Regions from separate parts of the Sus scrofa genome. Here region 1 is linked to region 2. A link is a contact called in public HiChIP or PLAC-seq data. All regions are on one chromosome and are shown on one strand. The core of a region is the stretch at or near the end of the contact, and the rest is flanking DNA. Distances in the headings are between cores, read along the strand shown.

Evidence for each region. HiChIP or PLAC-seq counts read pairs in DNA pulled down with a chosen protein or histone mark.
Region 1: an H3K27ac HiChIP or PLAC-seq map of alveolar macrophages shows a contact between it and region 2. The contact joins two enhancer-like sites. A contact is called at or near these places in 1 of 47 Hi-C or Micro-C datasets (epiblast stem cells) and 1 of 2 datasets of contacts at active chromatin or transcription factors (alveolar macrophages).

The regions. Positions count from the first base shown.
Region 1 is chr9:131,508,342-131,512,017 of Sscrofa11.1, forward strand. No RefSeq gene overlaps it. Among named protein-coding and RNA genes, the nearest start is that of NEK2, 37 kb to the right of the region's middle. Within about 2 kb of position 1,685, at least 17 of the 83 cell types and tissues checked have an H3K27ac peak or open chromatin away from gene starts, as enhancers often do. A contact at or near this core is called in alveolar macrophages, where this site is marked.
Region 2 is chr9:131,442,540-131,446,385 of Sscrofa11.1, forward strand. The region is part of intron 3 of LPGAT1 (acyl-CoA:lysophosphatidylglycerol acyltransferase 1); the gene reads left to right. Among named protein-coding and RNA genes, the nearest start is that of LPGAT1, 61 kb to the left of the region's middle. Within about 2 kb of position 1,827, at least 9 of the 83 cell types and tissues checked have an H3K27ac peak or open chromatin away from gene starts, as enhancers often do. A contact at or near this core is called in alveolar macrophages, where this site is marked.

The DNA of each region.
Region 1 (3,676 bases), core at 435-2,934, 66 kb after region 2:
TTAAGTGAGCTTGTGTATGTGCAGTTCACTATAGGTCATGCTCAGTAGGAGAGGCTGTTTTATCCCACTCCAACTAGAATTAATAGAGGATGTAAATGATTCCCACCCCAGCTCTGCCTAAGGTCCATCTAAGCTCTTTGGTTCATAAGCATCGTGTCTCTATGGCATAGGCTCTAATGCCCACCGTCTCATTTTCCAGAGCCCTGGATCCTTCGGCCCAGGTAAACTGAAATGCAGTCAGCATAGCTAAGCTCCTAACCTCACCTAGTCAGACTATATCTGATTATCTAAGGCTCCAGACGGCAACAGGAAAAAGCTTTGTGGTTGGAGAGCCAATTAGAAAGGTGAGGAGACTAGGACATAAAGAGGAAATAGAACCTGCCAGACAGAAGACATTACAGAGTCTTCATAGGGACCTATTTTTGTTCTGAGACATGATGTCACTTGTGGTGAAGACCTTGAACTAATTATCAAAATGGAGGGAAATATAATTTCTAGCGGTTGGAAGCTGTGCACCAGTCCACAGCTCTCTATGTATAATTCAAATGGTCCTAAGTGCAAAGCCTGCGTGGAAGGCATCCTAGCAACTTAGGAAACCACACTAATTTTGAAAACCTTCTCCCTTCCAGCTGCAGAAGGCTCTGAGGTTTGAGATTTCATTTTCCAGGAAGCGCCGAGTATTCAATTCTTAGGAATCTGGGTGCCAGCAGGAAGTGGGCGGATTAGAATCAAATGTGTGCCTATGGTGATGAGGTTAAGTACAGGGGGACTTTCACGGAACTGGAATGGCAGGTGTGGGGCTGAGGCTCAGCTCTGCTGAGGGTGGGTGTAGAGAGGCGATAAAAGGCGACATTTCCAAGCCCCATCTGGCCCTGAGAGCCCTTGATTTCCCAGCCTGATGGCCAGCGGGCTGTCCAGGCCACCCCTCCCAGAACCTCTTCAGAGCATGGACAACAGAAGGTGGCAACCCCACCACCTGGAGAGAAAGACAGGATGAAGGGCAAAGATGAGAGTGTGCAGGTCTCGCAGAGGAGATCTGGAGATACTTAGAGGCCACCCTCCAGTGATGACTCGTGGACGTGCACCTGTGCCTGCTCCAGTGTGACAACGTTGGGAGAATGCCCGCACTGGCTTCTAACGGCGAGAACCTGGCTTTGGTTTCCTAAAGAACGGCTGAGAGGAGTTCCCGTCGTGGCGCAGTGGTTAACGAATCCGACTAGGAACCATGAGGTTGCGGGTTCGGTCCCTGCCCTTGCTCAGTGGGTTAAGGATCTGGCGTTGCCGTGAGCTGTGGTGTAGGTTGCAGACGCGGCTCGGATCCCGCGTTGCTGTGGCTCTGGTGTAGGCCGGTGGCTACAGCTCCGATTGGACCCCTAGCCTGGGAATCTCCATATGCCGCGGGAGAGGCCCAAGACCAAGAAATAGCAAAAAGACCAAAAAAAAAAAAAAAAACAAACGGCTGAGAAAGGCAAGAGACTGAATGAGTTAATGAATATGGCATTTATAAAGCTTCTCCGTGGAGGCAAAGACATGGAATCCTGCAGAATCTCGTTCCACTGTGGATGAGGAATAGTCACTGAAGCAAGCTGGAGTCCTGCCGGGTGGGCAAACGGGTGTGTCTGACTCAGACCGACGTCACCCTTTATTGAAAGAGGAAGAGGAGCAGGGACAGGAGGGCCACCTCTCCAGCCCCGCTGGGCCTCCTGTCTCACCAGAGGGGAGCCTTCTAGCCCTGAGAGGCCAGCCCAAGCGGAGGCCCCTGGGGGTTTTCGTTTGAAGGGTATTTATGGATGGGGCGGGGGGCGGGGAGGAGGAGCTGCGTGGGCGCAGAACACAGCTGCGAAGACCCTGAAAACCCGGCGCAAGAAGGAAATGAGTACAGGCTTCTTCTTTGCTCTAAGCTGGGGAAGCAGGAGAGCCCGAGGTCTGCTGAGTAAGCAGGAAGCAACAAGGGTGGCCTTCAAAGAGCTCCTGCCACGCGTCCAGCCCCAGACATCCGGGTGGTGCGGGGCGCCCTTGCCAGCAGAGCCGTGCTGTGAGGCTACTGGCCTTGCCCCCTGGGGGCTCCAGCTCCTCCTGTCAGCCCTGCACCCCACCTGGCTGACAGCAAGCCCAGGCCAGCCCTTCCTGCCCGCGCAGGTCCCGGGACCCCCCCTCTCAGATGGTCCCTTGCCCGTCCCCCTCCCCCAGGGCTGCCCTTCGCATCCAAGGGCAGTGGTGCGGGGCTCAGGATTTCCTTGCTGGACAGATTTTCCCAGTCCGAGATGGCATGAAACCAGGTGGTTCTAGAAGCTTCTGCTTCTGTCCTTGACTGGCACTTGTAAGAGCTCTACCCTCTTTCCTTGTATGATTGACTCTTTGGCTGTTGGAGGTGGTTGTGTTTTTGTTCTGTTGTCAAATTTCTGTGTTATTTCTTGGGCACAAGTAGAGGGAGTTTCTGTGATCCTGCTTTTTTTTTTTTTTTTTTTTTTTTTGTCTTTTTGCTATTTCTTTGGGCCGCTCCCGCGGCATATGGAGGTTCCCAGGCTAGGGGTTGAATCGGAGCTGTAGCCACCGGCCTACGCCAGAGCCACAGCAACGCGGGATCCGAGCCGCGTCTGCAACCTACACCACAGCTCACGGCAACGCCGGATCCTTAACCCACTGAGCAAGGGCAGGGATCGAACCGCAACCTCATGGTTCCTAGTCGGATTCGTTAACCACTGCGCCACGACGGGAACTCCTGTGATCCTGCTTAATTCCACCCTCTTTAAACAGAAAATCTAATACTTCAGTTTCAGTTTTGGTTTTTGGCCACACTCGTGACACAGAGAAGTTCCCAGGCCAGAGGATGAACCCATGCCACAGTAGCCACCTGAGCCACAATAGTGACAACATGTACAGGAAACTCCCAAGTTTCAGTTTTTAGAAGTTTCAGTTCATTAAAAGTCTGCTTGGCTCCTGCCGTTTTTATGACGGTGATTCAAAGTAAAAGCACATCTGGGAAAACAGGCATTATATTCCCTTCAGCCCAGGGAGAAAAATAACTTAGTACTACAAAGAATTAAGGAGTTGTTTTCTTCTCTCTTGATAGGCTGAAAGACTTCCTAGATGAAGAGAGATTTCATTTGCTGACAGAAAGAAAGGAAAGGCTAAGTCAGCAGGAGTTCCCGCCGTGGCTCAGCGGAAATGCATCTGACTGGCATCCATGAGGACGCAGGTTTGATCCCTGGCCTTGCTCGGTGGGTTAAGGATCCAGCTTTGCCATGAGCTGTGGTGCAGGTCACAGACGTGGCTCAGATCTGGTGTTGCTGTGGCTGTGGTGTAGGCCGGCAGCTACAGCTCCAATTCATCCCCTGGTCTGGGGACTTCCATATGCTGCAGGTGTGGTCCTTGAAAAAAAGAAAGAAAGAAAGGAAAAGAAAAGAAAGAAAGGCAAAGTGAGAAAAGGCTATTAATCTGAAAGTTACAATTTCTACTCCTAAGAAAACACCTGTCACATCAGAGGGTTGGTGAGAAGCCATTGAGATAATCCTGCAAAGGTTTGGAGAACTTTAAAACACGCCAGGGCCGTGAGGGGCAGTTACATTTAGAATCAACAATGAAACGGGCCCTTTCTTGCCACTAGAAAAATTCACAAAGAGGCTTGGGTGAGCCTGTGCCAGGGGTGCCGGGCAGGCAGTCACAACTCTGGGTG
Region 2 (3,846 bases), core at 577-3,076:
TAGGAGTAACAGTAGTTCTTTCCTGTTTACTCTCTCAGGAAAACAGGACCTTAGTTGCAGAAGTATCTTATGTGATTGATCAGCCAGGTGCTTATTGATTGCCTGCTGCCAGTTAGCATCAATAAGTACTTGTATAATACTGTATTAGAGAGTGCGATTTAGATTAATTTCTGCCAAAAGAATTTTTGACATAGTTTCTACTTTGATGGATGATTTGGGGGATAGTTGAGTTTACTATGAACTGTGTGTCCAAAATGCTCCTGCGAAGTTTTCTGAAAAATGGAGATCGGTATGCTCATTTTCCCCTAATGTGATGGTTCCATTTTTTAAAGTTAATTGAGGTCTCTGCAGAGAAGGAAATTAACTGGAAGCTAAATTTATGTTGTAGAATAAAGTATAGGTTACTTGGATATGGAACAAGGGTGTCATTTTAAATGAGTCTTAGGTTGTTTTATACGAGTAGGATACAATTAGCTTTAATATATGAGAGACTGAAATTTTAAAGCTCATTTTAAAGCTGAAATAATCATTTAAAGGTGTTTTAAGCCTCAGAGACTTACATACAGATGTTGTGTTTTTAACAAATGGTAGATATTGCTAAGTAAGTGTGATATTGGAGATAGCATGATATATTAGAAAAAACATTGACTTTTGAGTTAGTATGAGTTTGAGTCCCACCACTGCACATTTCTAGCTGTATAACTTTGAGCCGATTACTTAGCTTCTCTGAGCCTCAGTTTGACCATCTTTAAAAATGGAGGTTGTGGAGTTCCGGTCGTGGCGCAGTGGTTAACGAATCCAACTAGGAACCATGAGGTTGCGGGTTCAGTCCCTGCCCTTGCTCAGTGGGTTAACGATCCGGCGTTGCCGTGAGCTGTGGTGTAGGTTGCAGACGCGGCTCGGATCCCGCGTTGCTGTGGCTCTGGCGTAGGCTGGCGGCTACAGCTCCGATGGGACCCCTAGCCTGGGAACCTCTATATGCCGCGGGAGCGGCCCAAAGAAATAGCAAAAAGACAAAAAAAAAAAAAAAAAAAAATGGAGGTTGTGATACTTATCTTTTATGAAGCATGTTTGGTATTCTATACATAATAATATTATTATTAGCAGTAGTAGTAATATATGAATGCCTAGGAAAACAATTATGTTAACCTTTTGGGGAAAGGTATGTCTACACGAATAAAAACTTTCTAATGGAATAGTTTTAGAAATACATTTGAGGATACTGAAACTTAGCCATAGCCTAACTAAACTATTAACTGAATATTATGTTTATAAACTATGAAATGCTTCAAAGCAAATTACGTTTAACTGTCTTCTAATTCATTCAGTCACCTGTTCTAATACCAGATATTTGAGTGCCTTCTCTGTCAGGCACCGTGCTGGTGGAGGAGATAAAATGATGACAAACAAACCAGAACAGCTCCTGTTCTTCTGCAGTTGACTTTTTCACGTGGGGACAGGAGGAGTCATGTGATAACCATGCAGTCACAACTTGAAAAGGGCTGCAAAGAACAGTATAGGGGCTGTGAGAGTAATTAACAGAGCTTTTTCTGGAGATGATGGAGTCGCAGAGGAGTGGCCTCCTTGAGAAAGTGACATTGAGACTGAGACCTCGAGCATGAATGAATCAGGTGATGCTGGGGGAGGGGCAGCATGTGCAGAAGATGAAAAGAGTTTGTCGCTTATGAGGAACCGAGGGAAGGCCAGATGGGCTGCAGCACCGAGTGAATGAGGAGAGGAGTAGAGGTGGTGACAGTGGAGGGGGTGGGGTGATGAGGCCAAAACCACTGAGGCTTTGACATGCTTCCTAAGGATTTTGAAATTCCTTTATCTTGAAAGGAAACAACGCAAGGAATTTAAGCAAGGAAATGATGAAATCTGACTCATATCTGTGATTGTATACTCTGCCTGCACTGTAGAAATGGATTAGAGAGAAGTGAGAGTGTGCAGGCTGTACTTTCTTCTTATCCAGGTGAGGTGATAGTTGCTTGGTCTAGGGCTGATGGCAGTGGAGATGGAAAGAACTGAATTAATTGCAGAGTTTTGTAGGAGGAAGCCTGTCAGGACTTGTCGAGGGATGGGACACAGAGGATGCGATACGTGGGCAGGTGACAGGGGGTGGGGGGTGGGGGGATGGCCATAAGTTTTCTGGTGTGAGACGCTGGGTGGATTGAGAAGCCCAGAGAAGGAGCAGTGTTGAGAGGAAAGATGAAAACTGAGCATAGGCCAAGTGAGAAGCTTCTAAGGGAGGCTCTGATATCATCTTCAGCTTCCACAATCTAAAGTCCTTTTCCTGGAGGCTGAGAATCTCCTCATCACTTAGCTGATTTTCTGGGGTTTTTTCTTTTTCCCTCCTCTGAGTTATAGCTCTCTGTCTTTTCATTTGTATAGGTTTTTGGTGTGGTGACCATTTTACAGATAACAGAGTTGTAGCCTCTCTTAGTTCTGGTGTCTGCCCCCCTTGTGGCTGAAGTTGGTACAGGGGCTTGCTGTAGGCTTCCTTGTGGGAGGGCCTGATGCCTGCTCACTGGAAGGCGGAGCTGATTCCCGTCCCTCTTGTGGGTGGGCTCTGTCTCCGGAGGGGATTAGAGGCAGCTGTGTGCCTGGGGGCTCTTTAGGCAGCCTGTTTACTGATGGGGCTGTGATCCCACCTGGATTGTTGTTTGCCCTGGGGCTTCTCAGCGCTGATGGGTGGGGCCAGATTTTCCCCAAATGGCCACCTCCAAAGAGGCAGCTGCTGAATATTCTCGAGAGCTTTGCTTCCAATGTCCCTGCCCCACGACAAGCCACGTTCACCCCTGTTTTCCCAGGAGGGCCTCCAAGAACTGCAGTCAGGTTTGACCCAGATTCCTATAGAGACTATGCTTTGCCCTGGGACCCAGTGCACGTGAAAGTCTGTGCACCTTTTAAGAATGGGGTCTCCGTTTCCCCCAGTCCCGTGGAGCTCCTGCGCACAAGCCCCACTGGCCTTCAATGCCAGATGCTCCGGGGGCTCTTTCTCCCAGTGCCAGATCCCCGCACGTGAGAGTTTGATGTGGGGCTCAGAACTCTCCTGTAGGTGAGTCTTTGTGAACCAGTTACTTTCCAGTCTGTGGGGCTCCCCACCCGGGGGTGTGGGGTTGCTTATAGCATGTGATCACCCTCCTGCCTCTTGAGGAGTCTTTGTCTTCTGGAGGAGGATATCTTTTTGAAGGTTTCCGGTCCTTTTGGTTGAAGTTTGCTCAGCATTTAGTTGTAAATTTTGTTGTTTTTAGGAGAGATGTTGAGCTCCAAAATCAAGTGTTTTTAAAAAAGCCTAAGTGAGACTCTGAAGTAGGCATGGATAGGCTGTCTAGAACTGAGCAGAGAAACATGAGCTAGAAAGGTAAATGGGAAAATTACCAACAGTGTTTAAAGCCAAGAAGACAGATGCAATCCCCTGGGCGGATTCTAAGTACTGAGTGATGAGAGGCGCGGGGCCAGACTCTGAGGAGGGGTCAGCCTGGGAAGGAGCAGCCCAAGGAGAGGAAGGCATCCCGGCCCTGCACGTGTGTGTCCCCGAAATGAGCCGGTTCCAAGGCAGGGGCGCGACGGGAGAGCTGCTGAGAGTTCCCTTCTGGTCCGATGAGAACTGATTTATCCTTCCGTTGATTTGGCAAGAGCAGCTTCGTTGACGTGGTGGAAGTGGAAGCCAGATGAGAGTGGATTGGAGATGAATGATGAATGGAGCAGACGGAAGGGAAGCACGAGCGGGTGACTTTCCGGAGACATGGCTCTGAAGGAAGAGAGGGTGATAGTCACTGGAGAGAAAGTGGGTCCAGGGAAGGCTTTCGAATTTATTTTTAAGATTTAAAAGTCTAGCTTTCA